Regions from separate parts of the Mus musculus genome. Here regions 1 and 2 are each linked to region 3. The links are chromatin contacts, called in public HiChIP or PLAC-seq and promoter capture Hi-C maps. All regions are on one chromosome and are shown on one strand. Each heading gives the region's core, a stretch centred on a gene start, on an enhancer-like site or on the middle of the called end of the contact. The rest is flanking DNA. Distances are from core to core; before and after follow the strand shown.

Evidence for each region. HiChIP or PLAC-seq counts read pairs in DNA pulled down with a chosen protein or histone mark. Capture Hi-C pulls out chosen DNA fragments and counts their contacts.
Region 1: a contact with region 3 is called in a promoter capture Hi-C map of pancreatic islet. The contact joins the promoter of Mical2 here to the promoter of Parva in region 3. A contact is called at or near these places in 1 of 115 datasets of contacts at active chromatin or transcription factors (pancreatic cancer cells) and 1 of 9 other capture datasets (pancreatic islet).
Region 2: a contact with region 3 is called in an H3K27ac HiChIP or PLAC-seq map of extraembryonic endoderm stem cells, with 4 times the contacts expected there. The contact joins the enhancer-like site here to the promoter of Parva in region 3. A contact is called at or near these places in 6 of 39 promoter capture datasets (cranial neural crest, frontonasal cranial neural crest, liver and 2 more), 16 of 115 datasets of contacts at active chromatin or transcription factors (cardiomyocytes, craniofacial prominence, embryonic basal ganglia and 11 more) and 2 of 9 other capture datasets (adipose tissue and embryonic stem cells).

Annotation. Positions count from the first base shown.
Region 1 is chr7:112,224,576-112,227,493 of GRCm38.p6, reverse strand. It overlaps Mical2 (microtubule associated monooxygenase, calponin and LIM domain containing 2), which reads right to left and starts at 1,658. Exons shown (of 26, transcript NM_001193305.1): 1 at 1,473-1,658.
Region 2 is chr7:112,654,697-112,657,570 of GRCm38.p6, reverse strand. No RefSeq gene overlaps it. Among named protein-coding and RNA genes, the nearest start is that of Gm40451, 19 kb to the left of the region's middle. Within about 2 kb of position 1,295, at least 44 of the 459 cell types and tissues checked have an H3K27ac peak or open chromatin away from gene starts, as enhancers often do. A contact at or near this core is called in adipose tissue, extraembryonic endoderm stem cells, heart atrium and 2 more, where this site is marked.
Region 3 is chr7:112,426,207-112,429,431 of GRCm38.p6, reverse strand. Parva (parvin, alpha) reads right to left here and starts at 1,726. Exons shown (of 13, transcript NM_020606.5): 1 at 1,332-1,726. The coding sequence starts at 1,467.

The DNA of each region.
Region 1 (2,918 bases), core at 409-2,908, 200 kb after region 3:
TGAATTCAGTTCAAGATCACTGGAAAAGCCAGGCCCACAGAGGTAAAGCCAATGGGAGGAGACTTTCCTCCAAGGCAGCATCACAGTCAGTCCCTCTCATCACAAAGAACTCAGCCAGAGCCCCTCTGCAGGGGACTACACAGTGAGGAGCAGCTCGCAGCGCATCCCGGCTTCCTGCGGTCCGGCCAAGCACCTTGTGCTTTGCGGTCCCCAGAATCTCTCAAAGGCCAGGGGCTCCAGACACATGCGCCCAGAGCTCCTTCCCACTGCCACAGGACAACTGGTGGGAAGCAGGCACAGAGTCAGGACTGCTTTCCGGATCCCTAAAACAGAGAGGACACAACACAAGCTTTTGGGGGAGAAACTACTGGGATCCAACCTGTGCCCTCTTCCTTGTGCCTGAAGAAGGCAGCACTGATCACCTTTGAAACCCCTGGGACATGAACAGGGGCTATCCTGGTGTCCCACGCTTTAGGTCCACTGCCCCCACCCCCACCCCTCGCGGAGATTGCTGGCACGCAGAGGACACAGGTACCTGAGAACTCAGGAGGCAAATGCGGAAGGCCAATTGACCTCCAGCTTTCTTCTCTCCGGGTCTATCCATAAGGGCTACTGACTTTATCCTCCCACTAAACCACCTAAGACATAGTGGACAGCGAAAGGCCTTGCAAACGAGAGCTCTTTCCGCTTTAGAAACCCAGGCCCAGAATAAACAATGTGGAAGGAGACAGGAGAGTACTCTGGTTTCAACACGCCTCTTCCCGGTCCAGTACAGGCCCTTCCCAGCTCCGCCGGTGAGGGTGAGGCTAAGACTGAGGCTGGCCTGGGATAAATTAACCCCGCCCTCTCCGAACAGCTGCAGCAGGCAGAGGCTGCAAGGGAGACCCCAGCCCAGGGCCAGCTAGCCACTGACAGAGCAGGACACGAGGGTAGGATGCTCCTGGGCAGGGACAAGCACAGGCTGTCAGGGGTCCCAAGCTAGAGGGAACAGCAGCGCAGGACCCTCGGAGCGTCGCCACCGGCCAAGCAACCAGCCCGAGTTCCAGCCCGCCGCTGGCCAGGCCACTGACATTTGGCCCAACTTCCTGTTATCAAGGAGGGAGGAGAAGAAAGGAAGCAGAAAAATATAATAATAAAATAAAAATAAGCAAGGCGCTCTGTTAGAGGATGGGAAAGGTACGGGAGCCTAGATCGCACAGAGCAAAGTTTGGGGACGTTCCCCTGAACGATGACAGGCGACCCTGCTGCTGAAGGGCGCCTACTATGCGCGTGTGTTGGGTTTTCTGAGGTTAGAATGACAGTTTTGATTGGTGAAGAGCCCACGGCGCACCCCGCAGGTGGGTCTGAGATCCCGGACGGAACTGCCGCACCTGACCCTCCGGGGCGTCCAGTAGGGCGCGGAGTCCAGCCGGGACTGGCACAGTCCCCACCCGCTCCCGCACACCCCGGAGCCTTCTCCCACTCCGTCTTACCCAAGGTCTCGCGGGCCTCCAGGCCTCAGGTCAACACCTGCCTTTCTTGTCCTCTGTCTGAGGGCGCAGAAATCCGGGACCCAGCGGGCCGCCTGCCGAGCCCGGAGCTAGCGAGGCGGCCCGGCGCAGGCTGAGCCGGCCGGGTGCCTGCGGTTCTGTGAGCCGCGGAGGATCCGATTGGGACACGCCTCCATCGAGGTTCGGCCAATGACAGGGCCTCCGAAGGCGAGGCTCCACCCCATGCTTGAGACGCGCGACCAATGGTCATGCAGCGCGGAACCCACCCCAGCGCCCTCCCAGTTAGTACCAGGCTGGGGGTTGCTGTCACCATTGCAGCTTCGGACGCACGTGGGCTGAAGCCCTGCCCTAGCCGCTCCCACCCTGGCCACAGGTCGAAGACCCAGCCCTGGGCTGCTATGAGACGAACACCCGGCCTTGGTGTTCTGGTGTCCAGGGAGAGGGGAAAGCTGGGCCTCCCGAAGCTTTGCCTAGGCAGCTGGAAAGACAGCCTCACTGTCCCTTCTGGACTGGAGGGAACAGCAAAGGACTTCTAGGACTGCCTGGCCTTCTTGGGCCCTCATTTCTTGCTTTTCTGCATGCAATCTTCCTTGCTTGGGTCTTCTCTTGAACTGGCCTTGCTTGGGCTAAAGCTGTGGGAAATGGGGTAGTGACACAGACCAATCGCACTGACTGGGTCGCTCGCACTTTCTCTTTCTTGGCTGTCGAATGGCTAACCCCTGTTTCTGATCGCTTTCATGAATGACCATGCCTCTCACAGTTTCAGCGAAAATTCTGAATGAATGGTTCGGGCTCGAAGTCCTGAGAAATTCATACGGACACTGCGACAGCAGTGAAAATAGGATTCAAGTGGACTGACTCACCCCTGGGGCCCGCAGCCCATCATTCAGCTTGGCCCAATGCAGAGTCCATAAATGTTCTTGAAACTGAGCTGACCCAGCGGGAGGAAAGCAGGCAGGCTTGGGCGGCGAAGGCAAACAGTACCATGACTCCAGGCTGCTGGAATTCCCCGGGTACCACCCTCTGGAGAGCATGCCCCTTGGCCAGGCAAGTGCAGGCAGCAATTCCTCCACCCCCAAACCTGGGGCCCGTCTTTTTCTATACTCTTTGCGTTTCCATCATCCAGGCCTTGGGGTTTCTCAGAGTTTGCCTCTCAGCGTCCTTAGGATTCACTCCACTTCTGTGGATGCGTTTTTATACCTGGTACTCAACCCCACTCAGTCTGCAAAACTCATCACTGACTCTAAGAGGGACAGTACTTGACTCTGGTGGGACTCTAACCATGTCACCACCAATCAATGAACACCTTCCATGCATCATCTCATTTAAACCCAGACCTAGAGATTGATCTTTTCAATATCCTCATCCCCTTTCACAGATGGGGGAACTGAGATCTGTAATACAGAGTCATTTACCAAGACCGTGTGC
Region 2 (2,874 bases), core at 46-2,545, 230 kb before region 3:
CTGTGTAAGGATGAGACTTGAGTTCAGATCTCCAGAACCTGTGTAAAGGCCGGACACGGGTCATGATCATCTGTAATCCCAGTGCCTGTAGTGAGGCAGAGACAGAACCCCCAAAATCTTCAGGCAAGCTAGCCTGGTATGTACAGTAGAAAAACAAAAGAGATCCTGCCCCAAACAAGGTGAAAAGCAAGGACTGACAACCCAAGCTGTTCTCACATGCATACACAGACACAGACACACAGATATACACGAGAGAGAGAGAGAGAGAGAGAGAGAGAGAGAGAGAGAGAAAGTACTTTTAGCTACATTCACCTTCAAGGTGGGAAAAGCCAATCAATGAGAAAAATATAGTTAAAATGCATCAACAGCCCTGTGCTACAGTCTTTTAAAAAGATGGATTGATGTTTCTACATCCCATAATTTATACATTATTTTATTTTTTTGTGTTTGGGTGTTTTGCCTACCAGTATGTCTGTGCATTATGTAGAAGCCTGGTGTCCACAGAGGCCAGAAGAGGGTATTGAATCCCATGGAACTGGAGTTAGAGGTGGTTGTGGGCCACAAAATGAATACTGGGAGTCAAACCTGCGTCCTCTAGAATATTAGTCACCATTCTTAATGGCTGAGCCATCTCTCTAATGCCACACAACAACAATAAAAAACAACAACAATAGCAAGCAAACAAACAAAAAATTAACCAACCGAATTGCAGATGCAAAAAGAGCATGATTTGTTCTAGGTTTCTGCTAGGTGACCGTAACTATCCTTAGGGCAAAACAATGATGCTGACAATATAAAGTATGATCTGTAGTGTGTGTCTTCTTATTTCCCACCAACGCCTGGCGGGGCAGAGATGAGCTCTGCATTCCACGGATGAGGAAACAGGTTCAGAGATATGAAGACATGTTAAAAATACTCTTCAAAGGAAGTTGGACTCAGAGCCAAGTCTGTGCAACACCAAAGTCCTCCCATTACCCCATGCTCTAGCCTCCGGGGGATGACAAAGCTGTGCCAGGGAGCTCCACTGGTCCAGTCATCACTGTCAGCTGTAATGTCAATCAATGGATGCTAATAGGCTGAGCAGAAGAGAGAGTGAGGTGGATGTGGGAAGCACAGAGTTTGGAGGAGTGGGTGCACGTGGGGAGATACGTCGGTCTGGTAGAAGTTATAGGCAGATAAGGAACCTGAAGAATCTGTGTCAGCTCACTTGTTGATGACATGTCACATGCTTGTACAAGCCTCTTAGCTACCAGGGTACTGGGCTGTTTGGCTTCGTTTTCCGGGAGTGAGACTGATAAGCACATTCCATTGAGACCAGACGCAGCCAGGAGAGGCCAGACGCCAAACAGTGTACAGACCATGTGGGGAGAGTGGGGAGAAGCCTGCCGCTTTCTAAGGCTGCATGGGCTTTCTGTGAAAGGTCAGGGAAGGAAGAAATGAAGAGAATGTTCCGTGAAAATTGGCCTCAAGCTGAATCCATGTTTCTAAGAAGTTGCAAGTCCTGGCTACTAAGAAGGAGAGAGAGCCTGAACGTGTGCATGTATATGAAGTATGTGTTTTTGCATGAGCTCCTGTGTCTCCTGTGTGTGTTTGTGACACAAAGAAAATGATGGACAAGCTTTGGAACATGTGGTTGTTAACAAGTATTTACAATTTGTTCTCAATCTTTATCTTTGCTGATTTTTTTTTAATATGGCCTGAGGATATTTTTAAATGTTATATGTATGAGTATGTTGCCTTCATGTATGTGTGTATGTTTGTGTGTCTATGGTCTATGTGTGTGTATATGTATGTATGTGTGTATATATATATATATATATATATATACATACACACACACACACACACACACACATATATATATATATATATATATATATATATATATATATATATATATATATATGCGCCATGTGTGCGCAGTCTCTGTGGAGGCCAGAAGAGGGCGTCATATCTCCTAGAACTGTAGTTACAGACAGTTGTAAGCTGTAGTGTGGGTGCTGGGATCCGAATTCTGATCAACTGGAAGATCTTGCAGCAAGTTCTTAACCACTCAGCCATTGTTCTAGCCCCCTGACACTTTAAGAGTTATTTATTTATTTATTTATTTATTTACTTAATGAATATGAGTACGCTGTAGCTGTACAGAAGGTTGTGAGCCTTCATGTGGTTGTTGGGAATGGAATTTAGGACCTCTGCTTGCTCTGGTTGGCCATGCTCACTCAAGTCAACTCCACTAGCTCAGTCCCTGCTAGCTCTGGCCCAAAGATTTATTTATTATTATAAATAAGTACCTTATAGCTGTCTTCAGATGCACCAGAAGAGGGCCTCAGATCTCATTACAAATGGTTGTGAGCCACCATGTGATTGCTGGGAATTGAATTCAGGACCTTCAGAAGAGCAGTCAGTGCTCTTATCTGCTGAGCCATCTCTCTAGCCCCCGACTCATATTTTTAACACATAATTTGATAATTTGTTCATCAAATGATAATGTGAGTAGGTCCAGAGAAGAGGGAAGAGAGACCATATAGGAAAGTGGGAGAGGTCTTGGGATGCCACAAATCTCTTTCTGAATCCATATTCAGTGCTCCCCCCCATTAGTTCCATATAAGAACAAAGGGTGGCAATTATGGAACATTTTGTGCATTTACAGTGTGTGTGTGTGTGGTGCGTAATTTAGTGTGTTGTCTGGTTTTAGTTGTTATTGTTGCTCTTTTGTTTTAGTTTTTTGTAGTACTGGAGATTGAACCTAAGGTCTCACTCATGGTAGGCAAACAAGCTTCTACTGTGCTACAATCCCCAGGCAGGCCTCAAACCTGCAAGTCCTCTGTCTCAGCCTCCCAGGGAAATAGCTGGGAATACAGGCCTTTACCA
Region 3 (3,225 bases), core at 477-2,976:
TATATCAGGCTCAGAAGAGCTCATAGTATTGGCCATTCGATGAGCATCCTGGAGTCATTCTGTTAGAAATAAGGGGGGACTAGGTACAACAACCACTTGGGGGTGAGGTGATTTTTAGATTCATGCCACAATCTAGACAACAGACACTTAGCTCATGCACTGAGTTTGCTAATTAAACACCAAAGTGCTTTCCATACTTCAGGAGACTAAGAACATGAGACATTTCCTAGTTCATCACCTCAGACCTACTAAAGTAAACTCCTGAAATGATCTGGAGACTTGGGCTAGAAACACCGTGTCGGTAAAACACTTGCTTAACATCAGAGTCCCTAAGATCAACCCCCAGTACCACAGAAAAGAACAATCAATTAACACCAAGCTGGGCAGGCCTGTAATCCCAAATACTTTGGAAGCCGAGGCAGGAGGACCACAAAGTTCTGCCTGGGCTACACAAGACTAAGCACAAGGCTAAAGAGTCTCAAAAGAGAAAGAATAAGACCGCGGTGCTCACGCAGTAGACCTAAGGCCCTCTAAATCCAATCCCAGCCATGCCAAAGAGGAAAACATTTTAAACCCCTTTTTATTCACACACCTATCGCCACATTGATTTTTAGAATCATCACTGCATTTCCTACGCCCAAATGTGAGTTGTAAATTCTGCCTACGGGGGAAAAAGTACTTTCCACAGAAACTATTCTGGAAACAAAAAATGAGATTGCTGCAATTCACTGTGGTGGGAAAAAGAAATCTTTTCTTTTTCTTTAAATAAAACTTGGAATGGAATGTCCAGGTTCACAGCAGGGTCACAGTCCTTAGGTGTAGTGAGTTTATCTCACCATTCCTCAATCCCCCCCCCCCCAACTTCGGCACGTTCTTCTCTCAGTCAGTCAACTAACATTTTATACAGATCATCAAAGTCCACACAAGTCCAGGGAGCCCGCGAGAGATCCAAGGAGGCCATTGCAGCTGCAGCAAAAGACCTGAAGGCGCCCAGGAAACGACGGCGCAACAGACCAATGAAGGCTGAGAGCGGGGAATGACGGCGCCCGAGAAAACTTTCCAGCAGAAACTTGGCAAATGCCAGTCCTCGGGCGCGCAGAGGGCGGGGACAGCGGCCTAGGGGAGAGCACAGGGGACCGGCTGGGCCTGGGCTCTGGGACAACAGCCACCCAAAGCCTGGGCTCCGCCTGTGGACCAGAGATGACACCGACCCGGTTAGGGCTTTGGAGGCGACATGGGGACACTGAGAGGCGCGCCCAGGCACTGCCAGGGGGGTCTCCCACTTCCAGGCTCCCGATCCCTGCAGCGCCCACGGCCTCGGCTGTTCCTACCTTCTTTGGCTTTCTTCCTCCGGGCCAGCGTCCCTCCGAGTTTCCCCAAGAACGAGTCATCCTTCTTGCGGGACGGAGGCGACTTGGGAGTGGGTGATTTGGGGACCAAGGGCGACTTCTGTGGGGATGTGGCCATGGCGGCTGGACGCGGAGCTGGAGCTGGGCGGCCGCGGCGGGCGGCGGCGGGACTGAGGCTGCGGCTTTCCAAACGGAAGCGGAATTATTCCAGGCATTTGAGGCAGCTCGCTCGCCTTTCCCGTCCCTCGCTCCCTCCCTCGCGCCGCCCTCCGCCCTGCGAGGAGCTGCTGCGCCTGGGGCCCCCGTGCCCAGGGCTGCCCTGGCTACGAGGATGCCCTGGCTTGCCGCTTGCTGGGGGCTATAGACGCAGGGGCAAGTGCATGCTAGGGGGACGTGAGGTCTTATCTGGAGCTTGGAAGCCTTCACTTCTCTGCTTTGCATACACACACACACACACACACACACACACACACACACACACACACGCGTCAGAATCCGCAGGGAATCAGCCCTGTGACCCTATTTCCCAGCTGCTGCGGTCTCTTGCTCTACCTCCTGCATGGATGGGTTCCTATACTGTTAGTACTTTTGTCTCACAAAGAAGTCAAGGATCTAAAATGGGCTCTGGTCCCAACAGACTTCCCGTTCAACTTCTGCATGAATCTGCGGACTTCCACCTTCTCCTGTCCACACTCAAACAAAGCTGGAAGTCCACGACGGCAGACGCTCATCTATCTAGCCAAGAGCAATAGAATTAGTTCCAGACTCTCTTGACCTGACGCTGGAGTCACACCAGGCAGTTTTAAAGATTCATGCTGGAGATGTTTAGGAGTCCTGCGTACTTTTACTGTGCTTCTTCGTCCTAAGTTGTGGCTTGACCATCTCTTTCCCATTCTTTCAGGATACCTTGGTCATACACCAGCGGGAAGAGTTACATAACTGTTTCCACAGCTCTTTCCGTGATGGGGCATAAACAAATATCTATGTCTCCTTCCCAGAGCACCACCACCAAATTACCTTTTCCCTGAAATCAAGCTTGGGATCCAATGAGTTTATCAGACTTACAGAGCCTGGGGAAGGAGTCACCTACAGGAATGTGGGCGGGCCCCAAAGCAGCTGCACTACTGCAAATTTCTACCCCAGGGCGGATGACTTCCCCTAACTGTCTAAATGGAATCCCCTTCAGCTAATCTTCAACAGACTACTACTCTAACACCTCCAGTGACCACGTGGAATTAGGACAGAATGACCTAGTAGGGTTACAAGAGGGAGTGGCCAGAATTGAGATGAAAATTCAGTGACTGTCCCTGCTCCATCCTTCTATAAGGGAACATCAATAAACAGGGTCGGTCTCTAGGTCAGGAGTCGAGTGGGAAGGGAGGTCGCAAGTTCTCACATCTGCTTAGATGAAGATGGTGGCTGTCTTGCTCTGAGGAGGGCTTTCCACATGTACACTACACACACTGATGGAATCTGACTGAACCTCTGACTCAGAGGGAGCAAGATTTTGAACTGAGCTGGAGAAATCGGTCCAGCAGTTGGGCACTAGGTTGTGATCTAGTGCCCAGCTAGGCAGCAGTGTCTGTTCTCAGCCAGAGGCACGTGTTGATGAGTGACATGCATGTTGGTGATGAGAATGTGTGTCTTAACTTCCTTCCTATTGTTCTGATAAATCCCAGAACCGGAAGCAACCTAGAGAGGAGAGGGTTTATTTTACCTGTAAGGTAGCAGTCCATCACGGAGGGAAGTCAAGGCAGGAGTCTGGAGGCAGAAATCGGAAGCAGAGACCATGGAGAAATACTGCTTACTGCCTTGCCTCTCCTGGATTCCTCAGTTTGCTTTATTATACAACACAGGACCACCTGCCCAGGGGTGG